Linked DNA regions of Manis pentadactyla: region 2 is linked to region 1. Evidence: chromatin contacts called from public Hi-C data. All regions are on one chromosome and are shown on one strand. The core of a region is the stretch at or near the end of the contact, and the rest is flanking DNA. Distances in the headings are between cores, read along the strand shown.

Evidence for each region. A called contact is a pair of places that touch in the nucleus more often than the background predicts.
Region 2: a contact with region 1 is called in a Hi-C map of skin fibroblasts, with 2.9 times the contacts expected there. The contact joins the promoter of EFHC1 here to the promoter of LOC130681353 in region 1. A contact is called at or near these places in 2 of 3 Hi-C or Micro-C datasets (fibroblasts and skin fibroblasts).

What each region holds. Positions count from the first base shown.
Region 1 is chr16:20,624,902-20,628,683 of mManPen7.hap1, forward strand. It overlaps LOC130681353, which reads left to right and starts at 1,594. Exons shown (of 2, transcript XM_057494251.1): 1 at 1,594-3,033. It overlaps FBXO9 (F-box protein 9), which reads right to left and starts at 396. Exons shown (of 13, transcript XM_036916373.2): 1 at 49-396. The coding sequence starts at 51.
Region 2 is chr16:21,012,258-21,015,792 of mManPen7.hap1, forward strand. EFHC1 (EF-hand domain containing 1) reads right to left here and starts at 2,013. Exons shown (of 10, transcript XM_036916391.2): 1 at 1,807-2,013. The coding sequence starts at 1,869. It overlaps LOC130681190 (a long non-coding RNA gene), which reads left to right and starts at 2,027. Exons shown (of 7, transcript XR_008994254.1): 1 at 2,027-2,337.

The sequences.
Region 1 (3,782 bases), core at 344-2,843:
ATCCCCGGCTCGCAATGACCTCCCTAGTCCCCCATGCCCCCAGGTTACCATGCTGGCGGGGCGGCAAGCCGCGGTCGCGGGACTCTTCGCGCCCCCTCTGCACCACCCCCCGAGGCGTGCGGGGTGTCCGGTGTCTACTCCTGCCGCTCTGCTGCAGCGGGGCTTAGCAGAGTTCTCGGTCGGAGAAGCGCACCAGACAGCGGCAGTAACTGCGGGCCCGGCGTACGGCAGCCATCTTCGCGGGGCAGGAGGCCAGACCGGGGCGCGCTGGAGCGGCGGCCGGGGACTCGCGGGGCAGAAGAACGCCCGCGGCCAGGCGAGGCAGAGAAGCGCGCGAGCCCCACAGCGTCGGCCCTGGAGGAGACGCCGGACGCCGCTGCGGAGCTGCCCCTCTGCCGCCGAGGCGTGCGCCGACGTAGCGAGCGTGCGCAGTGCCGTCGCCGCCGGCGCCCCCGCTCGCGTGCACGGCTCTTCGGCCCGCGCGCTGCCTGGAGGAGGGCCGCGGGGCTGGGACGTGCTGTGTGCGCGAGGCCCACCCGGAGGCCAGCTCACCGATTTGCCGAAATCCAAACAAGACCCACGCAGCGGCCCAGTGAATGCTTATGCAAGGTGGAACGCGCGTAACCTCAAAAATGTCTGTAACTCAAATGGAGGGTTGAGACCCTACGGCAAGCAGCCCTAAAGGGCATCAAACGACGCTCGGGACGGTCGCTGCATGGTCGTCGGTGACTCTGGCTAGAGCCACCCCAGACGTGCAGGGAGTGAAACTCCACTACAGCCACAGGCTGTTAGAGCAACTTAACTTTTCAAAAGCACGGGTCTGGAGGTCGAGGAAAAGATTCTGTTTGGAAGAAAACTCAGCGACTGCCAAGCCCTGTCGCACTACGGATCCCATCATGCAACGGGGGCATGACGCTAAGACTCCAGGGCCTCGAAACCCGAGTCCTGCGGGGACTGCGCCGACGAGACCTTGGGGTTTGTAGTCCGCTGTTTCGCGTAGCGCGCTGGACTCTGCACATGGTATTCGCCCATCCTCTTAAAGCTCAAACACCTGGTGTCACTTCCACAGCGGCCACTCATCAAGCGATATATATATATATATATTTCCACATTTCACATTGTTTTAAATACGAAATTATACATGCTCTGTTGAAAAACTACAGTTTTACAGCCTCTTCGTTCTGCAAACATGTACGGAGCTTCTGAAGTTTCTAAAGTTTCTATTAGGTGCCAGATTGTAATAGTGGTCAGGATTCCAAAACCCTATCTGTGTTCAATAAGTTCACAGAGTTTAAAGCTCTTGGCTATCATTTTATTCTAGAAATCTTAGAAATGCAGTACGTCTTCTGCAGACAAAGATGAAAAAGGAGACGGGGGCAGATGGTGAGCTTCAATAAGGAAGCCCAACTGCTGTCTTTTAATATTAGGATCCATCCTTCGGATGAGTATGTTCGGAAGGGCATGTTTTATTTGCATCCTAAATCAGCTACCTATGAATAGTACCTTCATGTTTAACGGAGGCCAAAAATGTAATAATTTTTAGCTTTCAAAGGCGGCTTTAGGGCTTAGGTCTTTTAAGGATGATTTTCCTCCCAATGACTATAATTGGATTTTGAAATTTAAATCGGGGGGAAAGATTAGATGAAAGGATTTGTAATAGAAGAAAATGATATATGTGATTCATGAATACAAAACATCAGTTTTGCAGATGAAGAATGAGGTACTGAAATATTTTCCGAACTGGTCTATTACATTAAACATACTGAATACTAATTTATCTTGGTCAGTTAACACAGAAGATTTCTATTCTAGCATATAAACAAAGCTTAATAAAATAACTAGTATTTGTAACAATAACTTAAGCACCTACTTTATATATAAACACAGTTTACTACCTTAGCCATTTTTTAAAATGTTATGTGTCACAGCTACAAATTTAGTATTTTAGATCACTATCCTCTGTATCCACTAGACCTCTTTACAGGGTTATATTGTCGCATCACGTTATATTTACAAGGTTATCATTTTCCCCAGGCTGGAACTGCTGACCTAATCCATTTACCAACTCAGTGAACCCTTGTTAAAAGTAGAACAAGACAGTCCTTCTATTTTCCAGGTAGACTTGCTTGGACAACTGAATTGAACTAAAACCAGTTATTTTAGGTATTTTTTAAAAAATCACTTTTCATGGGTATAGTATATGATTTGTTAGGCTCCCTCGTTTCCCTATTTTTTGATAATGACTTTCCATTTTCATTTGCCATGTAGTTTGGGTATTATATAGGTAAATATAAAGGTAAATAAATGTTAGACATTTACAAGATAGCCAGATGACCCTGTCCCATTTGGGACAGGAAGTCTAAGGAAGTTTGACTGTCTTATATCTTACATCAAAAGGAGGAATAAAAGAGGGATTCAGGACATCTGCATAGAGTCTTTAGGAAAAAAACAATGTCATCAGTTCTTAGAATTCAAAAATAAAAATAGGGAGAAAAAATTGATACGGTGGTTAGCTGGGGGATTTAAACTCAGAGAAAATTAGACTGTTTCCACCTGGATGAAAATGCAATCCTTCAAACTAAAGTTGCTAACAATGTAAAAACTCTTAGGGTTCAAATAAATGCTAACTGGTAATCAGTTGTGTTTTATTTTAAATATTTTTTATTGTGGGAAATAATATATAACACAGTTTACCACCTTAGCCATTTTTGAGTATACAATTCAGTGGCATTGATTTCATTCACAATGTCGTGCAACTTCAGTTACGTTTTTTAAAATGTTTTCAGGAAAATTATTTCCCCATGATTACCTAAAATGAAATGTTCTCCGAACGTGCATCGAAGCCTCCAGTTCTAAATTTTGAGGCCTTATGAGGCCGATCTGCAATAAGAAGGGCGTTTGGTGCGGGAGGTCGCGTTCGTGGTCAGCTCCTCGCTGGAGTCCCTGGGCCGACAAGGAGCGCAGTGGCCGGGCGCCCCCGGGCGGCGGGGACGCGGTGCAGAGACGCGCTGGGCCAGCGAGGGGAGCTGCAGGGTAAGTTTTCCCAGGGAAAGCGGCCGGTCGTCCCCACCAGAAGCCTCCCTGCCTTTTGTTTGTTTTCCTGCTGGAGGCTGGAGAGCGGCCGGGTTCCTGCGCTCCACCATGCGCCGCGCGGTCCGTGCGTCTCGCCGGACCTCCTGGGCGTCCCTGCCCGGCCCCCTCGGCCTGTCCTAGCAGGGATCGCTCCCATCCCCAGCTCCCGAGCAGGCTGCTGCGCCCCACTCGCCGAGGAGCTGCGCTCACCGCAGGGGCGGCCCCCACCTGCGTTCGCGGCGCCAGTAAGTAGGATCCGGGATTTAGGGGCTTCTGCCGGTCGACCTGTCACTCGGGGTGATGGACTGGAGCTGCGGAGGGACCCCTTTCTCGTGTCTCCTCACGGGATTGGAGGGGGTGGAAGAGGCGAACCGGCTGTAGTTTCTCTTCGAGGTCCTGTGGGTCTCTCCCTTTTGGCATGAAAACTCTGGTTTCTTGGGAGTCTGGAAGATTTTGCTGAGTGGTTTACCGTTCAGTGTTAAGAGGGGAAAGATCTTGCTGGATTTGAAGCCCCTTTAGCAGGATGCGGAGGACTTGCTCTTGGAATTTTCCGGACTAGGCCTTTGGCTGTCCCGCAAGGGGTCTGAGCAAGGATCCTCACACATTGATGTGCAACCATTTTTCAGAGGGTTTCTTTCTGCTCTGATTTTTTTCATAATAATCTGAGTAGATGTTATGAGAGGGATGTCGAAGGGTTTTCCAGAACAACG
Region 2 (3,535 bases), core at 763-3,262, 390 kb after region 1:
AAGATTAAAGGACAAAAGTATTAAAAATATTTTTAAAAACTAGTTTCAATAATTTGTTAATGGATACAACAATTTTTATGTGTTAAGGACAATATAAAAAGATGTTAATGGTGACATCAGAAACATAAATGAAGCAGAGTAAAAGGGTGGACTTTTTGTATGTAATCAAAGCTGAACTGTATAAAATAGACTATCATATAATATATATATATTTTTATGTAAGCCTCATGGTAACTACAAAGCAAAAGCTTACAGTAGATTCACAAAAGATAAAGAGAAGGGAATCACAAGAAACTTACTTGTAATATGGCAATATATTGTTCTCAGAGCCTGGCACTCCAGTACACAACTCTGTAATCCCCCAAATCAGCTCAACCCTGCCTTGTGAGTAACCCACACTCACCAACACCAAATGTTTAATTAAGCTGCTTCTGCCCAGGGCAGGAATGTGCCTACAATATTTTCTAAATTACATAAAACTGAAAAATCCATTGAATTGAAAAATCTATGATGCTGTGTCTTAATGCAGGAACAGTTATGAAGAGAGTCAGAATCCAAATTCCCTCTCCAAAATTTCAATTTCAATTCATTCTCCTAAGAAAATTGACTACAAATTTTATCTTACCTTTATGACCATGGAGAGGAATTTATAGCTTACATCATTAAACTATATAAATATAAATTATTATTGTCTCATCTACAATAATCAGCCTACTGAATCTCAATATGGATCTTCCAATAAGTATTTCAGTAGCTCTGTTAGAATTAAAACAAATAGTAAATAATTTTGTCGAGGGCTAAACTATGTCAAGTCGTCTTCAATACTGTTTAGAGAATGCAACTAAAAACACTTAAGGTAGGGGAAGAGGAGCAAAACAAAATCTAAACAGTTTCATCTTTTATAAGTGTTAGAAAAGAATGGGGCTAGGTGGGAAAAAAAACAACAAATCCTTTGTGGTTGAAGGAACTGGAATGGAATTATCTCCTACGAAGTGGAAAAGGATGGTTTGGAAGGCGAATGGGCAAGTGTTGAAAGTCAAATTTTTTGGAGAAAAAGAAATGAAGAAAGATAAAATACAAAAGGGGAGAAGGTGGGACCAGATTATAGGAAAAGCAGAAGTACGGCAGAAAAGAGATGAGGCTGGGCAGAAGCATAAATGAGAAAGGCAAACTATGGAAAATGACCCGGTGGAAAGAAGAGAATGAATGGTATGTAAGGCAGAAATGAAGCTGGGAGTGGGGAAGATTACTGGGTCCAGGATTCAGCAGAGGAAAGAGATGGGCGTGGGGAGAGTGGGTGGGAAGAGGCTGCGGGAATGAGAACGAAGGTGCAGAGACGCTGATGGAAGGAGGGGCCAAGGCTAGGGCCGAGGTGGCAGTTAAGGACGGAGCTGGGCACGGAGGGGTCTGGTGTGGGAGAATGTGCTAGGCACGGAACCTCCACAGACCTGCGGAGTAGGGTGGGGAAAACAGTGATCCCGAGGGAGACGGACAGGGGATAGAGAAGCCGAGCTGCAAGCAAGGGCGCGACCAGGAACACTGATAACAGAAGACAACAGCCAGCCGGGCTGGAGTGGAAAAAATCTAGCGGGATGGAGCGGAGGGCCAAGGACAGGAGAGAAAGGATAAAGCTGGGTGGCGCAGGACGACGAAATCGCGGCGAAGAGGAAAAAGGGTAGGGGCAGAGACATATTTATGGGGGAGAGGACAATCTTGAGAGGAGAAGCATAGAGGCGGACTAAGCGGCGAGCCCGTGGGGGCCGCCGGGGATGGAGGCAGGTGGCGGTTGGGCAGAGAAGTCCTCACCGTGGAGTCCGTAAAGGACATGCCCGGGAGAAAGGGCAGGCCGTGCACAGGGTTGGACACCATCTCAGCAGTTGGCGCCGCCGTCACCACCTCTGTCCGGTTTGGTCGTCCCCGGTTGCCCGGGCGACGAGCCGCGTTTGTGGGCCCCTTGAAGCTCCATGGTAACGCCAAACAACCTGAGCTGCCGTGCGGGGAGGGCGGGGCCCGAGGGGCAGTAGTAACGGATATGCGCGTGCGCCGCACACGGGATTCCGCGCTCTGGCGATAGGCTGGCCGCGGCGGTTAGTGGGCCACGCGCCTCTGGCCCCGCCCCCCAGCTCCTGGCGTTGGGACGCCGGGAGCTGGGGGGCGGGGGAGGAGGTGACTGAAGAGGCCGCAGTCGTCGCGGTGAGGCCCAGGGTGGGCCGTCGGTGAGCTCCTGCCCGCTACCGCCCTAGGCCTCGCTGCGCCCCTCCTGCGCCGACAGCCCCGGCCCTGTGATCCGAGCTCTCGGAGGAGGCAGTTGTCACATTTCACCCTGAAGTGTAAACGGTTGGTTCTGGGTGAAGTGTTACCTGTCCTGACCCGTGCTTATTGGGGCAGGGGCTGCGAGTTATTCATGGTTGTACCCTGTTGCTCAAGGGTGCTAACTGATCGAATGCAACCGTCTCGTCCCTAATCCCCCCACTTCGGCATTCCCTTTTTTTCCCCACCGTCACCTCTCTCTTCTGTCAATCCCTGCCGTTCTGCACCATCTCGATTCTTACTCGCTTCAGGACACTCTATTTGTTGACTGACAACCTACAACGGGTGCTCACCTAAATTCTCTTCATCTCTAGTTTGTACCTACTTGCAGCTGCCATGAAAAAATCAGAACCACAAAAAGAAACGCATCTCCTTCAGAGGAGACTGTCATAAGAAAGAAGCGAGTAAGTGCAGTGAAATACTGTCAGGATCTAGGTATTCTCTTTTACTTGAAAGCTTCATCATCTATTCAGGACAGAATCTCTCAAAGTTCAGGATAAACCTAGGCTTGCCAGTAGAGTAAAATGAGAGGACCTATTTTCTTGGGTAGTGGTTGATTACTATATTATTATCTGTTTTTGAGTTTCTGTGTAAATGTTTTTTTTTTCTGTTAATGATGCTAATGTATTGCTAAACAAGATCTAAATTAAAAAAGGAAAAGAAAAAAATATTCTCTTTGGTGCTTTTTACGAAACTTTTTAAAAGCATATTCCTTAAGTGAAATGTAATCCTGTTCCTGAAACATTTCCAGGAAAGAAAAAAAAGCTATCCATAGGAGCCGAGGGGCTTAAAATAGAAACAAAAACCAACCCAAACCTAGGTGCCCAGACATTGTATTCATTAGGTCTGAAGTGGAGCCTAGGAATCTGATTTTTGTAACAGCTGTTTCTGATAATGAGCCATTTTAGACACATGATAGAGTGGTAAGCCTGACACAGAAGGCATAGCTCCATGCCATGGGGAGTTTATTGCCAGCACAGACAGCAGCTTTAGTTCTGCTTCTTGTCGAGCAAATCCCCCTGCTGGGTTTCAGTAACAGGCGTGAAGTTCAGGGGGCCCAGGACATGAGTCCACTAGTGGCACCTGAAGCCGTTATTGCTGGCTGTCTACCATACCCTGTCCAAAATTTCTTTTCTAACTCTTCCTCTCCCCTTACTATTTCTGTTCTTCTTGTCTACCACCCCCACCACTTTTTCTTTTACCTTTAAAAAAATTGCCATTTTCT